2 separate regions of the Mus musculus genome follow, and region 2 is linked to region 1. The links are chromatin contacts, called in public HiChIP or PLAC-seq maps. All regions are on one chromosome and are shown on one strand. Each heading gives the region's core, a stretch centred on a gene start, on an enhancer-like site or on the middle of the called end of the contact. The rest is flanking DNA. Distances are from core to core; before and after follow the strand shown.

Evidence for each region. HiChIP or PLAC-seq counts read pairs in DNA pulled down with a chosen protein or histone mark.
Region 2: a contact with region 1 is called in an H3K4me3 HiChIP or PLAC-seq map of bone marrow-derived macrophages, with 5 times the contacts expected there. The contact joins two enhancer-like sites. A contact is called at or near these places in 2 of 15 datasets of contacts at CTCF or cohesin (embryonic stem cells and large pre-B cells), 7 of 484 Hi-C or Micro-C datasets (the HL-1 cell line, the HPC-7 cell line, effector CD8 T cells and 2 more), 1 of 115 datasets of contacts at active chromatin or transcription factors (bone marrow-derived macrophages) and 2 of 9 other capture datasets (adipose tissue and liver).

The regions. Positions count from the first base shown.
Region 1 is chr2:3,617,155-3,624,859 of GRCm38.p6, forward strand. The region is part of intron 1 of LOC108168726; the gene reads left to right. Among named protein-coding and RNA genes, the nearest start is that of Fam107b, 92 kb to the right of the region's middle. Within about 2 kb of position 4,652, at least 12 of the 459 cell types and tissues checked have an H3K27ac peak or open chromatin away from gene starts, as enhancers often do. A contact at or near this core is called in bone marrow-derived macrophages, where this site is marked.
Region 2 is chr2:3,796,750-3,804,454 of GRCm38.p6, forward strand. No RefSeq gene overlaps it. Among named protein-coding and RNA genes, the nearest start is that of Gm36031, 7.2 kb to the right of the region's middle. Within about 2 kb of position 3,217, at least 59 of the 459 cell types and tissues checked have an H3K27ac peak or open chromatin away from gene starts, as enhancers often do. A contact at or near this core is called in bone marrow-derived macrophages, where this site is marked.

The DNA.
Region 1 (7,705 bases), core at 3,402-5,901:
CTTTAGAGTCTGGCTGTCTATTGTCTTATGCTACAGGTCCAACCTCCCACTGCCCCCTGCCCCCCACTCCCCACCTTGCTCACAAACTAAACCGGTGTACCAGATACAACAGAGGGCTCTTGCTTAGCATCATTGGGCATTCTTGTTCTTCAGATATGACTGTGTTTCCCCTAAGCCTAGATGTCATGTAATGGTATTTGGAAGTTGGATCTGTTGGAGGTCATTAGCATCAGCTGAGGTCATGGTGGTGGAGCCCCCATGAAGAGACTGTGTCCTTATAACTCCAGTAGAAAGTCTGTCTTTGCTTTGTGAGGTTCAGTGAGAGGAAAACCATCTACAAAGCAGAAGGAAGTCTGCCACAGCCTCCAGTACTCTGAGAAATACGCGTTTGGTGTTTAAGTCACCTAGCCTAAGGAATATTTGATTCCATAGCCCAAATTGACTAAGCTAGACACTTTAGTTGAACATGGAGTCCGGAGTTCATAGCGCTTACCTTTTGAGGAGAAAGCCCAATTTCTTCTTGCATCCCTCTCTTTTCCCTTGTTCTCTCCTTCCCTCCCCTTCCCTTCCCCCTTCATATCCTCTCCCCCCATTCTCTTCTTGCCCTCCCTCTCCTCCTTTTCCTCTCCGTTCCCCTGCCCTTCCCCTTCCCTTCTGTTCCCCTCCGATATGACTCCCTGTGTCTCTGATTGCAAGTAGAGTCTAGTTTTTCTGAAACCAGCCAAGCTCTCAAACCATCCTCGTTAACCTGGCTCTGCCGTGAGATGGATGAGAGACTGGGGTGGGGGAGTTGAGGGCCTCAACAGTTCCTGCAGGCTCGAGAGTTTATAAACACATGGCTTCCCCCGAGGGCATCTGGCCCTCAGGTGCCGCTTCTCTTCCCCCGTGGGGTTGTGTTTATGTTCATGAAATCTGAATCCTGCGTGTCTGACTCTGACATGGAATTCAAGGGATGCTGCTCTCTTGCAGTCTTTTGAAGTTAAGGGAGCTTTATGGGTGACTCTGCAAACGTTTATTTTCTAGCTTTATCCCAAATGAGATCTAGAAAGGCTCTTATTCTGTCTTGCAACCAGTGACTGTGCCGCAGAAGACAGTGGAGTCTCATGGCCTGGGCACATCACTTTTCCTGGGGCATAGGTTTCTGCTCTCCCTCGGCTTTCTTCTTGCGTGTTCTGTGACTGGGCTCTGGGGGATTTGTATAAAGTTTGCTTGGGTCTGGTTTTTTACCTTCTGTTATTCCTGAGATTTGCAAGAGAAAAACCAGTTCCACAATTCTGAGCCAAATTTGAAGCAAGCTTTAATTCCTGACCAGGAGGAACTTTGGTCAGGACCACTCTCTGGAATTCCTATGAGTGGCAATGTGACACATATTGTAGGGTTTTATTAAGGACAAAACTATTTGGCCATGGCATTTTCCAATGTGGTGTTATTTTTCAAGAACTACAACTCCCAGCATTCCAGGAAGTTACCTGGTCCTTGGGCAGGTGGGGCTTACAGATTGACTTTTGGTCTTACACTTTGAAGACTCTGATCTAAAGTCCTGCTAGAAAATGTTCTCTTCTTACAAGCAAAATTGTGGGTGCACACTTTAGACAGCGGCTAGTGCTGATCATTGCTACAGTAGAGATGTTTTTTTTTTTAATGTCACACTAGTAGATAAGCCATATGTACATATAGAAAGCCTGTATAAGCAGACCACTAGCCTCTGTGACCTCCATATTGCTAAGGAATGTTTTGTGTTTGTGTTGTGTTTGTGCCCAGTGTGTGACATATCATAGGCACGTGAGCAGTATATAATTAAAGGATAGATAACTCCTCTGTGGGCAAGGAAGAGTCATGTAAGCACATATCACTGTAATATATTCCTGCATAAAGTTATACATAAATGTTAGCATTAGTAACATCTCCAGTTAACATGGACCCCTATGCAAGGTTATGAAGCACTTTTGTGAGGTATCGATTTGGTTTTTATTCCTTAAAAACGACTCTGGGATATTTACTATAGATCAGTTCTAAGTAAGTATTTAAAGTTTGTCAAAAGTAAGAAAAGCTGAAGGAGGGAGATGTTAGATGCTAAAACAAATTGATGCCTAATGGTCAGCATTGGACTCATTTTATTTTATTTTATTTCTTATTCAACTGTAGCCACAGTTAGTAAGATCAGTAGGGAGCCGTCCCACAGGGTGTTCGTAGTTATAGCACCTGCTTTATAGAAGGCAGGTAGACGATAAATAAGGGATGCATTCTTTGCGTCTTGGGATAGGGTCTCATGACGTGCTTGTCAGAACAACCTCCGGCTCCTCTTCCCCAGATGTGGGGTACAAGTGAGCCACCACACCCAGGGAGACTCACTTCTTCATATGGCATCTGCTTCCCCTGGATGCTGTACTATTAGCGAAGTCTTGATGTGAGGCTGCCTCGTCTCAACACTCACTAATTCAGGCCGTTGATGAGACTGTGAGACTGGACGCTCCAATGTGTTTGTTTTCCTGGATTTGGGCAAAGGCTTCAAAAAAAAAAAAAAAAAAAAAAAGCTAGAAATCAAAATTACAACAGGCTTTTCTTAGCTCTCCATCTCCTCTAAGTTCCTAAAATTTGCATTCCAGATTTCTCTGGACTATAAGCAAACACTCATTTGTCATTCAAAAGTGACAGGGCACTGTGTTCCAATTGCTTAGCTGTCTGTTCCTGGGACTGTTAAGTGGATCTTGCTGAATTCTGGTTTGCCAGATCTGCAGGATAAACCACATACTGTACCAAAAGCCTTCTCAGTATTAATGACAACTGCGATTTACTGGTGTCTCCATGAACAGTCATTTTTAAATAATCTGCATTCAAAGGAGTTGTGAGCAATGACAGGTGCACCACACTTTACAGAGAAGGAAACCACGGAAGGGGTTAAATGGTCTGTAGAGGAGCCAAGAGTCAAACCCTGATTTTTTTGATTCCAGATTTTCTACTCTTCCTACCTTAGCACATTAGGCGTCTGGCACCATTGTGAGCTGACTCCCTACAGTGAAATCTTTCTTGACCCTTCTCCTTGGGCCAGACCTGATATTTTACATATATCAGACGATAGCACAAAACATGAAGTCTTTCTCTCTGCTCTCTCTCAGACTGCTTTCTCTGGGAGAGGCCAGCTGCTGGGTCAGGAGAACACACAGCCAGCTCTTGGAGAGACACATACAATGGGGGACAAGGGCCTCCTTCTACCAGTGAGCCAAGAAGTGACCCATGGGGAAGCCAGAGTCTTCACTACCATTCTGAACAGTCCGCACAGGAAGCATCTAGCTCAGTGTTAGATGACCTACCAAATCTTTGTCTTCGTCTCTTCTCCTCTCTTCTCTATCCCTTTCTCTTATTTCTTATTTTTTTCTTTTAATCTCCCCATTTAATTTTAACTTCAACGACTTTTATTTTCTAAAGGTGCTCTTCAGTTGGTTGTTTATTGGTAGGTCACCTCTCCTTGGTTTGAGACTTCTCCCTGAAGGTATTACCAAATCTTTAATATTTCCCCACATCTGATTCCTTAGATCATCTGGGTCTTTTTGAGTCCCATGTCTCCCTTTTCTCTTGTGTCCAAAGCCATGTCAAGTGTCTGTTGGTCCTAGCTTTCACCCTTAAGAGAAGAGGCAAAAACAGAGACTGGGAATTCTAGGGTGTGCCTACTTATTTATGATGTTACAGTCGGATGATGGGCACACAGAGGCCTTCCTACTGTAACCATCCATCAGCAATGGTTGCCGGTCTTTTCTCTGGTTTAGCTCTGTGAAAGGATCCTTCATTCACTCTTGAGGAAGAACTTGGCCACATGTGTGAATAATCTGATGACCATGGAAATGTAACACTGCACCCCTCAATTGAAGGAAGAGAGAGGAATTTATAGCTAGTTCCTCCAAAGTGAAGCACTCCTTTGTGGAAGGAGGGTGAAGGTGCAGAAGTACCAGGAAGCCAAAAGGATCCCTTCCAGGAAGCTCAGGAAGTTTAGGAAGTTCAGGAACTCCATGAAGGTAACAGGATTCACAAGGGTATGCCCTAAGTTTATAAAAGTAGCACATGGTTTGAAGGGATGATACTGATCTATACTTCAGCAGCTCAGAATACTTCCAGCCACCAAGTTCTAAGCACAAGTGAGATTTATTACCCTGGAGAGGCAAGCAGGGCAGTTGGTACAAGTTTGGGCTCTGCCTCTGGGACAGGCAAAGGCAGACAGCAAGCAGACAGCAAGCAGCAGGGTTGTTGTTGTTTGTTTGTTTGTTTGTTTTTTCAAGCAGTGAGTTTTTTAAGGAGAAAAGGGAAGTCTGTGCTAGGGTAAGTTTGTAAGTCCTGTTTAGCCAGTATAATCAAAATATGAATCTTGATAGCTGGACCTTGGAGTGTTAGGAATAAGGAAGTGGCCAAAATAAGGAAATGGACCTTGGGGGCTAGCTTTAGGAATGGAATCTTGACTGATTAGCACGGAAGAGGGAAGGGGAAAAGAGAAGACCTGCCAACTCCATGCTTGCTGTGTCGGGCCTATCAGGGAACCCTTCACAGTTGTTCAAGACGATGCTAATCTTTTGTGGAGCTGCCTGCAGGACAGAGCTCTAGGGCCTCAGCTGTTGTGAGTTATCAGCCAGCCTTTTAGGTGCTGCGGTTGTCTTCGAGTCACCCATCTTCTTGTGAGTAACTCCTTACTCATTTTCCTGAAAGTTAACCCAACAGACTCATCACTTCCCTGGACTTGGACAGAATCAGTTCTTTGGTCTGTCGTGAACATATCTACCAAGGAGAAGTCATAAAACAGAGTTTATTTTCAAGGACTGCTATAATCGTATTCCTCTGACCTCTAACACTATTTTGAGATGGAAAGGAAACATTTCCCAGATTTTTGCAGTCAAAATAGTCTTTAAAGTCGGTTTGTTTGGATAAATGTTCAATGTTTCAAATTTGCCTTATTTTCCCCAACTCCCCATCCTGGGAGTGAGTCTGATGTTCAGGTAGGATTGTGGTGCTGGTTCAAGGCTGTGAGTTCCCTGTGACACCATCTGAATTTCCTCTGCCTTCTATCAAAGACCGCCAGGCTGGATGTCATAGACCACTGAGGTGTGACAGAAGGGATTTTTGAGCCACCCTAGCCTGGGTTTTATAGTCCCAGCCACTTTTATCTTGTTTTAAAATTCTAGCTACTAATTCATTCTGAGTCAAGATCTCTACCAGCCATCATTTCCTCTTTTCTTCTTCCCTCCCCTCCCTTCCTCACCCCTCTTCCCCTTCCTTCTTCTCCACCATCATTTCTTCCTCTTTTTAATTCCTTCCTTCCTTCCTTCCTTCCTTCCTTCCTTCCTTCCTTCCTTCTTTCCTCTTTTCCTTCCTCCCATAGAGGGTTTCATTATGTAGAGCTAGTCGGCCTGGAACTCATTATCGAACAGGCTGACCTTGAACTTACAGAGATCTACTTGCCTCAGATTCTTGGTCCTGGGATGTGCTCCTTCCTTCCTTCCTTCCTTCCTTCCTTCCTCCCTCCCTCTCCCTCTCCTCCTTTCTTCCTTCCTTTCTTCTTCTTCTTCTTCTTTTTTTTTTTTAACTTTTAACATGTTGTGTTTCCAAAGAGTTGATATGGAACAGGGAAAACCAGCATGAAGCCTGACTTTCCCTGTACCCCACTTTCTCATTGTAGAAACAGCAAGGGATCAGCATGAGCCCTGCCCTCTGTATTTCAGTGGGCACCCTCAACCCTCACCTTGGAGCCAGAATGGCGCATGATTACAGTAACCTTTTTGTGTGAGGAATCACCTGCTTTCTGTGTTACACTGTCCATACTATAAAGCAAACACACTTATAGAGAAAGCTTGCAGACTTCTGTGGAATCCCTGGGCCATGGACAGAAGCATTGTGCAGACATTTGATGCATGTTGTCAGTTGCAGAGAAGGGTAACACAATAATCCATTATCTTCCATTACCCTAATGTGGTTTGCTTAACCCAATTAGCCAGGTGAGAACATGGATTGTAATGAAACCCTAAACCTGTACACTGAGGCAAATCATAGCAGGGGATTGGTGTTGGGGAGATGACATGGAGAAACAAGACCACCCTGAAACTCCATTTCCTAGGACTGGGCTGTAGCAGAAATCCAGAAGACAGGAAAGAAAGTGCAGGAAAAAGATAGGAAGCCTTGAGGCTGTGGTTCTCAACCTTCCTAATGCGGTGGCCCTTTAATACAGTTCCTCATGTTGTGACCCACAGGTTGGGAACCACTTCCCTAAGATGCCCACTGAACACAGTTTTTAGTGACCACCGCTCTTAAGGAAATTGCTTAAAGCAAGATTGCCAAACAAACCCTTACTTGGGTTCAAGTTCTTTCTGATCACGCCAATAAAAATAACTTCAAGGTATGCGAGCATGCACACACACACATACACACACACACACACACACACACACACACACACACACACACACACCCCTCAGCATCTCTGACAGTTTTGCACCCTAAGCCTTTTTCAGCAATGTTGCGACCAGTTAGGTAACTCATTAAACCTTAGATCCTGTGCCAATGATCTTAGCTTCTAGTCATTTCATTTGTACTTCTTTGACCTTTTATTAGTAAAATAAGTCTGTGGAGCTCTGCATAAGTGTGTATGTATTATGGTTGTACATTTTTCTGTTCTGTGTGCATGTGCACATGTTTGTGTAGGCCAGAGGTTGTCGATGGGTGTCTTCTGAGATAACACTTTCAACTTCATTGTCTAAGGCACGATCTTGCAGAAAGCCAGAGCTCTTGGACCTTGCTAATCTTAACCTAGCCAGCTTGTCTTAAGGGTCCTCTGACTTACCTCCCCAAATGCTGGGGTTACAGGTGGTCTATCATGCTAGACAGGCATTTAAATGAGTGCTAGGGACCCAAACTCCAGTTCTCAAACTTGCAAGGTAAGTGTTGCAGTCACTAAGCCACCTCTCCAGCCCGAGTCTGTGCGCTTAGGTAATGCTGACCAACTAAGGGTTCAAAGTCTTGTTTCTTAACTCGGTAAACACAGAAGTGGGTGTTGGTAGGGATTTCATACTCTTTGTCAATAATTTGTGAATTTAAGCATCAGACTTCCTCAGGAGAACCCATGTGGCCACTAGAAACTAATCAGAATCTGAGGTGGGGCCTAGGCTTCAGTACTGTTTATGGATTCCTCTGTAAGTTCTTTAAATGTATAGACTTTTAGAGAAATCTTGAGTGAACAGAGGGTACGTTTCCCGTAATGATCCATGAGCAGTGCAGATACAGTAGGGCTGGCTAAAGTCCAGACTGTTTTAGAACTCACTCGGAGGAGCCTATTTTCTGTGTCTAGTCTTCAAAAAAGTTGTTTTTTTTTTAAATCTCTTTTTGATTGTTTTGGGAATTTTATCCCTGAATTTAATGTGTTTTGATTAATCTATCGCTATTATCTTTCTTCTGACTCCTTCTTTATATATCCACTACATACCTTTCACCTACCAATTTCATGGCTCTTAGAAACAAAGAACAACTCACTGAGTCCACATAGTGCTGCCTATGTGTGCTTGTGGGTATAGGAGCACCTACTAGTCCAACAGCCCACATTCCCAAGGAAAACTGACTCGACCTCCCCCAGTAACCCAATTGTCAAAAGCTTCTCTGGGTGGGATTTTTTAGTTGCATATGAGTCCGCGTGTGGGTTTGTATACAGAGTATAGCACTCTCAGAAGCTAGAAAA
Region 2 (7,705 bases), core at 1,967-4,466, 180 kb after region 1:
AGAGGCATAAACGCAGACACATGGTGGTGGTGGTGAGCCATGACAGAGAACAGGGATTTGAGGAGCAGACATCTTTGGAAATAGAGACCCAACCTGCCTCTTCTCTCCCAAGGCTGAGTTCATACCTTCTCTTGTGTGAACAAATGTTTATTCAGCACTTATTACATGTCAGCCAGCATACAGATAGAGAAGGGGTAGTTGATGGTTAGTTTAGCTGGATTGAGGGACACCCAGGATACTCATAAAGCCTACCTCTGGATAGCCAATTAGGTCATGAGGGCTCTGATCTAGTTACTAGTTTAATTCATTGACGGATTCAGTTTTAAGTAGACCCCTGGGAGGTGGAGTTTAGTTGGAGGCATGGGGCTCCATAGAGCCCTGAGCCTTTCCTTTCCTGTCTCATCATGTTTCCCGTGTACCCTGATATGAGGTGGCCTGCCTTGTTGTCCCCACCATGGTGGAGTGAAACCTCTTCGACTGTGGCTAAAATACATTCCTCTCCCCTGATGCTCTTCTCTCTGGAACTATGGTCATGGGGATCAAAAATAAGAACGAATGGAGAAAATTCTCACAGGTGAGAAAGAATCCTTGCCATGGAAAGAGCCCCTCGTGTGTCATCCTGGGTGACAGGCAGGCACAGAAGGGCAGCTGAGATTTTCCCATGAGATTGTGAGGAAAGCTCAAAGTTGGCTGTCATAGAAAAGTACCAAAGTCTTGCCCTCTTCCCATGTGAACTCACCACACACATGCATGAATTTTGTGGGAGAGCAAAATCCAGTAAGCCAGGAGCAGGGGCCAAGGGCAGCAGCCAAGAGCAGCTGATATCCAAGACCAGCTTATCTCTGGCTTGTCATCTCCAGATGTTGGATCAGGACAAGTCTCTCTCTCTCTCTCTCTCTCTCTCTCTCTCTGTCTCTCTCTGTCTCTGTCTCTCTGTCTCTCTGTCTCTCTCTGTCTCTCTCTCTCTCACTCTCTCTCTCTCCTGTGTGTCTATATGTATATGGATGTGTTTATGTGTGCACACATGCATATGTATGTATTCGCATGTGTAACAGGAGGCTCTGGTGTTTCCCATAAACAGTTTCAGATGGAGTTCATTTTGGGTGTTAGAATTTGGGGATGGAGAGTGAGTGCACAGTAGAATAAGCTTAGGAACTCTCTCTGGACTCAGAGAATCTTATATTAGTTTTACCACCTTTTTGCTTTTGTAATACTGGAGAATTCTCTGGCCTCAGTTTCCTCATCTATAAAATGGTCATAATGATTGTATTCTGCCGCAGACTAACCCCTTATTTGGGTCTCCTGTCTGCGTGGAACAGGTCTCTAGTTGCAGGTGAGCAAGGAGTCAGCAAATGACAAACAGAAGCGACACAAGAGAGTGTGTAGAATCTGAGTGTATTGTCACAAAGTGAACACCAGTCTTATATAATACAGAAAACAAAGGGGTAGGATGTCACGGCTGGCAAAGTACATTGAAGTTACCTGACATTGAAGTTACCTGGAATGACTCCAAAAGGACTTACAGGAACCAGGTAATATTTACAGTAAAGATAAAACAGCCCTGCCTAGGGTCAGCTAATGACAGCTAAGGATTTCACACCCTAGTCACACTTTGTGCTACTCCTTTGAGCCTTGTGAAAGCTAGCACCAGGGGTTTCTGCTCTAGCAGACCTTCTCATGATTAATGCAATACCACAAACCTCCTATTTCCTAGGCCTTGATAAATTCTTGTATGAGTGTAACTTGGCTGTTCTTTTAAGTATTTGTAGGGAATCTCCATTTGTCAGAAGAATTCACCAACTTTCTTCTAATATGAAATGTAGCCTGTTATACCTGGTTGTAGTGAAGATTCCAGTCTCAGTGGGATTCCCTACCTCTTACATGGTAAACCCACCTATTAGCTAGGTCATTGTGTATTCCCTTGTTTGGGTGAGACTGGCTACTGTCCTAAGTAATCACTCTGCAGACCAGCCCTGAGCTATTCTAGCTTCTTCTTTGTAATGCCTACTTTCAAATCTCTACTAGAAGTAAATTTGAATGTTACTGAATAGGTAACCTTTTCACTGAATTCCTACTGAATTCCAAGCTCGTTAGTTCGTTGGCTTCAAGGATTTTCTAGGACGTTGGAACACTGGTGGAGGCTTACCTATGTCAGAATTCAATCTTTAAAGGCACTTATAATAAGATAATACTGAAAGAGAGCACATGGATCCATACATCAGACTAACACGGGGATAGGGTATGAGTACACGGGTTATGAGAATGCCAAGGTTCCAGGAGGTTGAGTTTCCTTGAAACTCCCTGCCTCGTGAGTGCTCCCAGGCCTCTCGGCCTGCCAAGCAGACTTCACTGGGGTAGACGGAGCAGTGTTCGCCTCCCCGGGTTATGTGTGAGGTGGTTAATAAGCATAAGTAGTTACCATTCTCGTATTTATCTATGTTTTGTTTCTATGCTGTTCAAGCTAGGCAGGGCTCTGTCACCGGAATCCTATGCCATGAAGGACTGCAGAGCCCATGTCACCAACAGATTACAGATCCAGCAGTAACTTGTATGATCTTAAACTCAGATGTCTGTCTCCAGATTCCTCTTCTGAAAGTCTGTCCACATTGGCCTTAAGAACTTCAAGCACCATTTTGTGGGCTAACACTCCACTGTGCCCTCACTTAGAGAAAGCACACCGAAGCCATGGTTCAAGGCAGAGACATGCTGACCCCTCCTCATTTTGTGGGAGCAGTCAATCAGGACAGTCCTGTTGGCACAGGAAGGAAAGCTTTAAGGCCAGGTCAGAGCCAGGCCATGCCTTGCAAAGTCATTTGGGAAGCCAGAGGAACCTAGAACAAGAGGAGAATGTTTGAGGGGTGAATTCTGTCGGGGCTGGAAGTTGGTGTTTTTCATGAAAGTCCTGGCATGAGTAGTTGCTCAATAAATAGTTTCCTTTTTGGCAATATTGGAACTTGAACTTGTGCTTCTCACATGTTGGGTGAGAACTCCATGACTGAGTTCCAGCTCCATCCCTTCATTTCCTGTTAAACAATAGATGCTCAACCGAAGCCCAACCGGAAGTCTAGTGAATGTTGTTTTTCAGCAGTGCGCAGAGGACTGGGCCAGTCACACTGAAGGTGGAGGGTCAGGAAGCAAGGCACACACAGCAGGCAACTTGGTCCAGAAGGAGTCAGCGCAGGGGGTGAATGAGAGTAAGTAGCTTGTAGGAAGCGAGCTCTCCCAGGGACACAGCGCAGCGCAGCGTTAGGTCTCCCTCCCTGTGCCGGCTTTTGACATCAGGACTCAGCAGCTCTGAGTTTGATCCTTTAGCCTAGGACGCTCATACCTATCGTTATAAGTGATTGTGAATGAGGCTTAAATAAAGTAATAAAACCGACTCCTAGCTAGGACCTAGCCCATACAGACCCTCAGCGCAGGTGGTTGAACCTGTTTGCAATGGCCTTAAAATGATGCCGGATGCTGCCACCTACTGGGATCCAGTGGAACTTTTAAAATATTTTTTAGCTAGAATAATAATCCACGTGTGTTAGTTTGTTGGTGGTGTTATTATTTTCCTTACTGGTCTTCGTCTCCTCACCACCCCAGGCCCCTAGTTTTCTGCTCTTGTCTGGCTGAGGTATTTACTGAATGAATAGTAAGTGTTGTTTAAACCTGTCCGTGTGGTATCCAGTTTCTGCCTCCAGAAGAGTCCACTGTATGAATCTCAGGGCTGCTGTTTACTATGAGGCAGGGGACAGCGTCTGAGCTTCCTGACCTTCAGTTTTCCTGGCAGGCTATAAAATGGCCTCCATCTGTTTGGAAGAATGAGTTTTACTCATTCATTTACTCATTCATTCATCCAGCGAGTGAGCTTTTAGGAGGAAGGGGAGTGTCAGTCTGCAGAGGAAACAGATGGTGCATGGGGAGGGGCACCCCACACACCCATACCTTGCAGTGATTCACGGGAGACTGATTGCCCCCATCCGCTGTCTCTCTTCTTTTACTGTATGAGAGTCATTTCCTGAAACACAGATCTCCGCTTATGATGGCCTCACTTCAAATTTGTCACTACGTTGAAGGCCAGTCTGCCTATCATGGAAACTTTGGTCCTATTCAAACTGGTCTGCTCTACCAAGCTACTTCTGGGTTTCTGAAATGGTAGTAGACAACCTTTACCACAGGTTAGACATTGTGCTAAGTGTTTTATTGGATAATTGTTATAGCTTCCCAGGACATGAGCCTTATGCCTGTTATAATCGTGGAGCTATAACAATAACGTCAAGGGACATCTTCAAGGAGAAAGCGTGGCTTTGGTTCAGTTTCAGATGTCTCAGATTAGGGTTCCCAGCTCTATTCGATTCCCAGCTGGTGGGGTAGAACATTATGCCAACAGGAACCTGTGTGTCTTAGTTTGGGTCTTGTTGCTATGAAAAGACACTATGGCCAAGGCAAGTCTTATGAAAGCAAATATTTAATTGGGGTTGGCTTACAGTTTCAGAGGTTCAATCCATTATCATCATTGCAGGAAGCATGGCAGCATCCAAGTAGATGTGGTGCTGGAGACGGAGCTGAGAGTCTTGATTTGAAAGCAGTCAGGAGAGACTGTCTTCTGCATTGGGCAGAGCCTTAGCATAGGAGGAGTCCCCAAAGTCCATCCCCATAGTAATACACTTCTTCCTAAAAGTGCCACTTCCCATGGGCCAAGCATATTCAAACCACCACACTGTGCTAGAGACTACTTATCTCATGGTGGATGGGAAGCAGAGAGGGGACAAAGAACTGGGGACAAGTTAGAACCATCAGAGATACGCCCTCCGTGACCCACTTTCTCTAACTTGAATTGGTCTCCCATAGTTTCCACAGTCTCCATAAGGAGCCCTGCCAGCTGAGGGAGAAATCTTGAACATGTGGACTCCTGGGAGAACTGTTCATATGAAGACCATAACACTCTTAGTCAAACAGTTCAAATCCAGGTCTACCCAGCTGCAGAAGACATCCCCGAGCCTCTCTGCCACAACTGCCATATAGCTGTCTGCATCTGTAGCCTTCTCTACACAGCTGGCACTCTGGCCTTTCCACTCCTTCCTGGGCCTATGACCCCGCTCAAATACCCCATTAACACTGCTACTTCTAACGTGCACACAGTGCTTATGCCCTCTTCCCTGGGAGCCAACCCTACTGCCATGCCCCATCATGAATGTTAGAGATCCTTCATGGACATGTGTACCCCCTCGGCACATGGGGAGAGTCTTAGAAACACACATAGACTTTGAACTGTCAGGACTTGCTGAATAAATGAGAGGGCACAGGAAAAAGTATTTGAACGGTAAGATATCAGAGAGACAGAAGTCAGATGCACTCAATCACCCTTCTGCATAGAAACAGATCTAGGAAGTCATGTACTAATTATGCACAGTATTGTTTTTTTCACTGACTTTAGGTCACTGTCTTAGTCAGGGTTTCTATTCCTGCACAAGCATCATGACCAAGAAGCAAGTTGGGGAGGAAAGGGTTTATTTAGCTTACACTTCCATACTGCTGTTGATCACCAGAGGAAGTCAGGACTGGAACTCAAGCAGGTCAGGAAGCAGGAGCTGATACAGAGGCCATGGAGGGATGTAACTTACTGGCTTGCTTCCCTTGGCTTGCTCAGCCTGCTCTCTTATAGAACCCAAGACTACCAGCCCAGAGATGGCACCCCCCCCTCCTTGATCACTAATTGAGGAAATGCCCCATAGCTGGATCTCATGGAGGCATTTCCCCAACTGAAGCTCCTTTCTCTGTGATAACTCCAGCCCATGTCAAGTTGACACAAAAGTAGCCAGTACCATTGACCCCTTGTCAACTTGACTCACAAACACATCACTAGTAAGCCTCAACCTTTAGTTTCTTAATCATCCCCAAGATCTAAACAACTTTAAAAGTCCCACAGTCTTTACATATTAAAAGTTAAATCCTTTTAAAATATCCAATATCTTTTAAAATCCAAAGTCTTTTTTACAATTAAAAGTCTCTTAACTTTGGGATCCACTAAGATATTTTCTTCCTTCAAGAGGGAAAAATATCAGGGCACAGTCACAATCAAAAGCAAAAATTAAACTCCAACTGTCCAATGTCTGGGTTCTAACTCACAATCTTCTGGGCTCCTCCAAGGGCTTAGGTCACTTCTCCAGCTCTGCCCTTTGTAGCACCCACCTTGTCCTGTAGTATCCAGATGCCTGTACTCCACTGCTGCTGCTCTTGGTGGTCATCTCATGGTACTGGCATCTCCAAAACAATGCATGACCCCTTCAGTCTTGGGCCATCAATTGCAATTGAGGCTGCACCATCACCAATGACCTTCCATGGCCTCTCACAGTACCGAGCCTCAGTTGCTCTGCGTGACCCCTTCATGCCTTCAAAACCAGTACCTCTTGGGTGACCCTTACACATTACCAAGTCCTGCTGCTGCACGAGGTACAACTTTGGCTATCTCTGGAACACAGCCTCTTTGTGCTTTCAGAAAACACTTCCCAGAAGATGTCACCTCAATGATGCTGGTCTCTTCTTAATCACTGCTAAATTCTTAGCTCCAGCTAACCAGCATCAATATTCCCAGAAATGCAAAGGTTTCACTTAGTAGTTCTGGTATCTTGTTAACCACAGCTGATTCTTCAGGCCCAGCTAACCAGAACCACAGAAGCATCCCAATCAAAACAGCAATGGCCCTGAAAAGAGTCTTTCATTTTCCTTTTAAATTTCACAAGCCAGGCCTCCATTTTCTTCACTGTTCTCAACATTATCTTCCAAACTCCTACACAACATCCCACAGAGCTCTTAACACTGAATGGATCTTCTAGCCCAAAGTTCCAAAGTCCTTCCACAGTCCTCCCCAAAACATGGTCAGGTTGTCACAGGAATACCCCACTGTTTTAAAAATAATTTAAAAGTAGAATTATGAAACACTTTTTTGCTATTGTAGCTATTATTATTATTATTATTATTATTATTATTATTATTAATTGTTATTATTATTACTTCAAGAGATGGCTAAGCTCACAACCAAAAATAAAAAACGTAGAAGGCATCCAGATATTATGGGTGATGAGATGCCTCAAAGGTTAAAGTACGTGATGCTGGAGTTTGAACCCCTGAAACCACTGAGGTGCCAGGTGGGTGTGGCATCTTGACCACAGTTCCAGCTTTGGGAAGGAGATGGATTTCCAGAGCAAGCTGGCTGCTGAGACTAGCTATAATGGCGAGCTTTGGCTTTGACTGGAGTTGACTCCCAATATCAACCTCATGCACCCATCTTCACATAAATCCACACATATACAGACATACATGTATGCAAATGTACAGCATACTCACACGTATGTGAGAATGGTAAAGAAAAAGTAAAGCATTAAAATATTGAATAATTGGAGAGAGTAATATGGTGGTTTCTAGACATGTTTGGGAGGGGAAGTTGGGATAAATAAGTCAAAGTACACAAATACGCTGGGTAGAATTAACAAAATCTATGTGCGTAGTAGAGACAGTAATTAATAAGTCTTCTTTATAAACAGAAATTTGCGGGGTATTTTGAGATATTTTTATTAGTTATGTATACAAAATGTCACTACAGACGGTGACATATGTTCATTTACTGAATGGCAGTGATTATTTCACTGTGTATTTGCATGTCAAAACATCATGCTACATACATTACATATTTACAATGCAAATAAATTCGAACGTTATT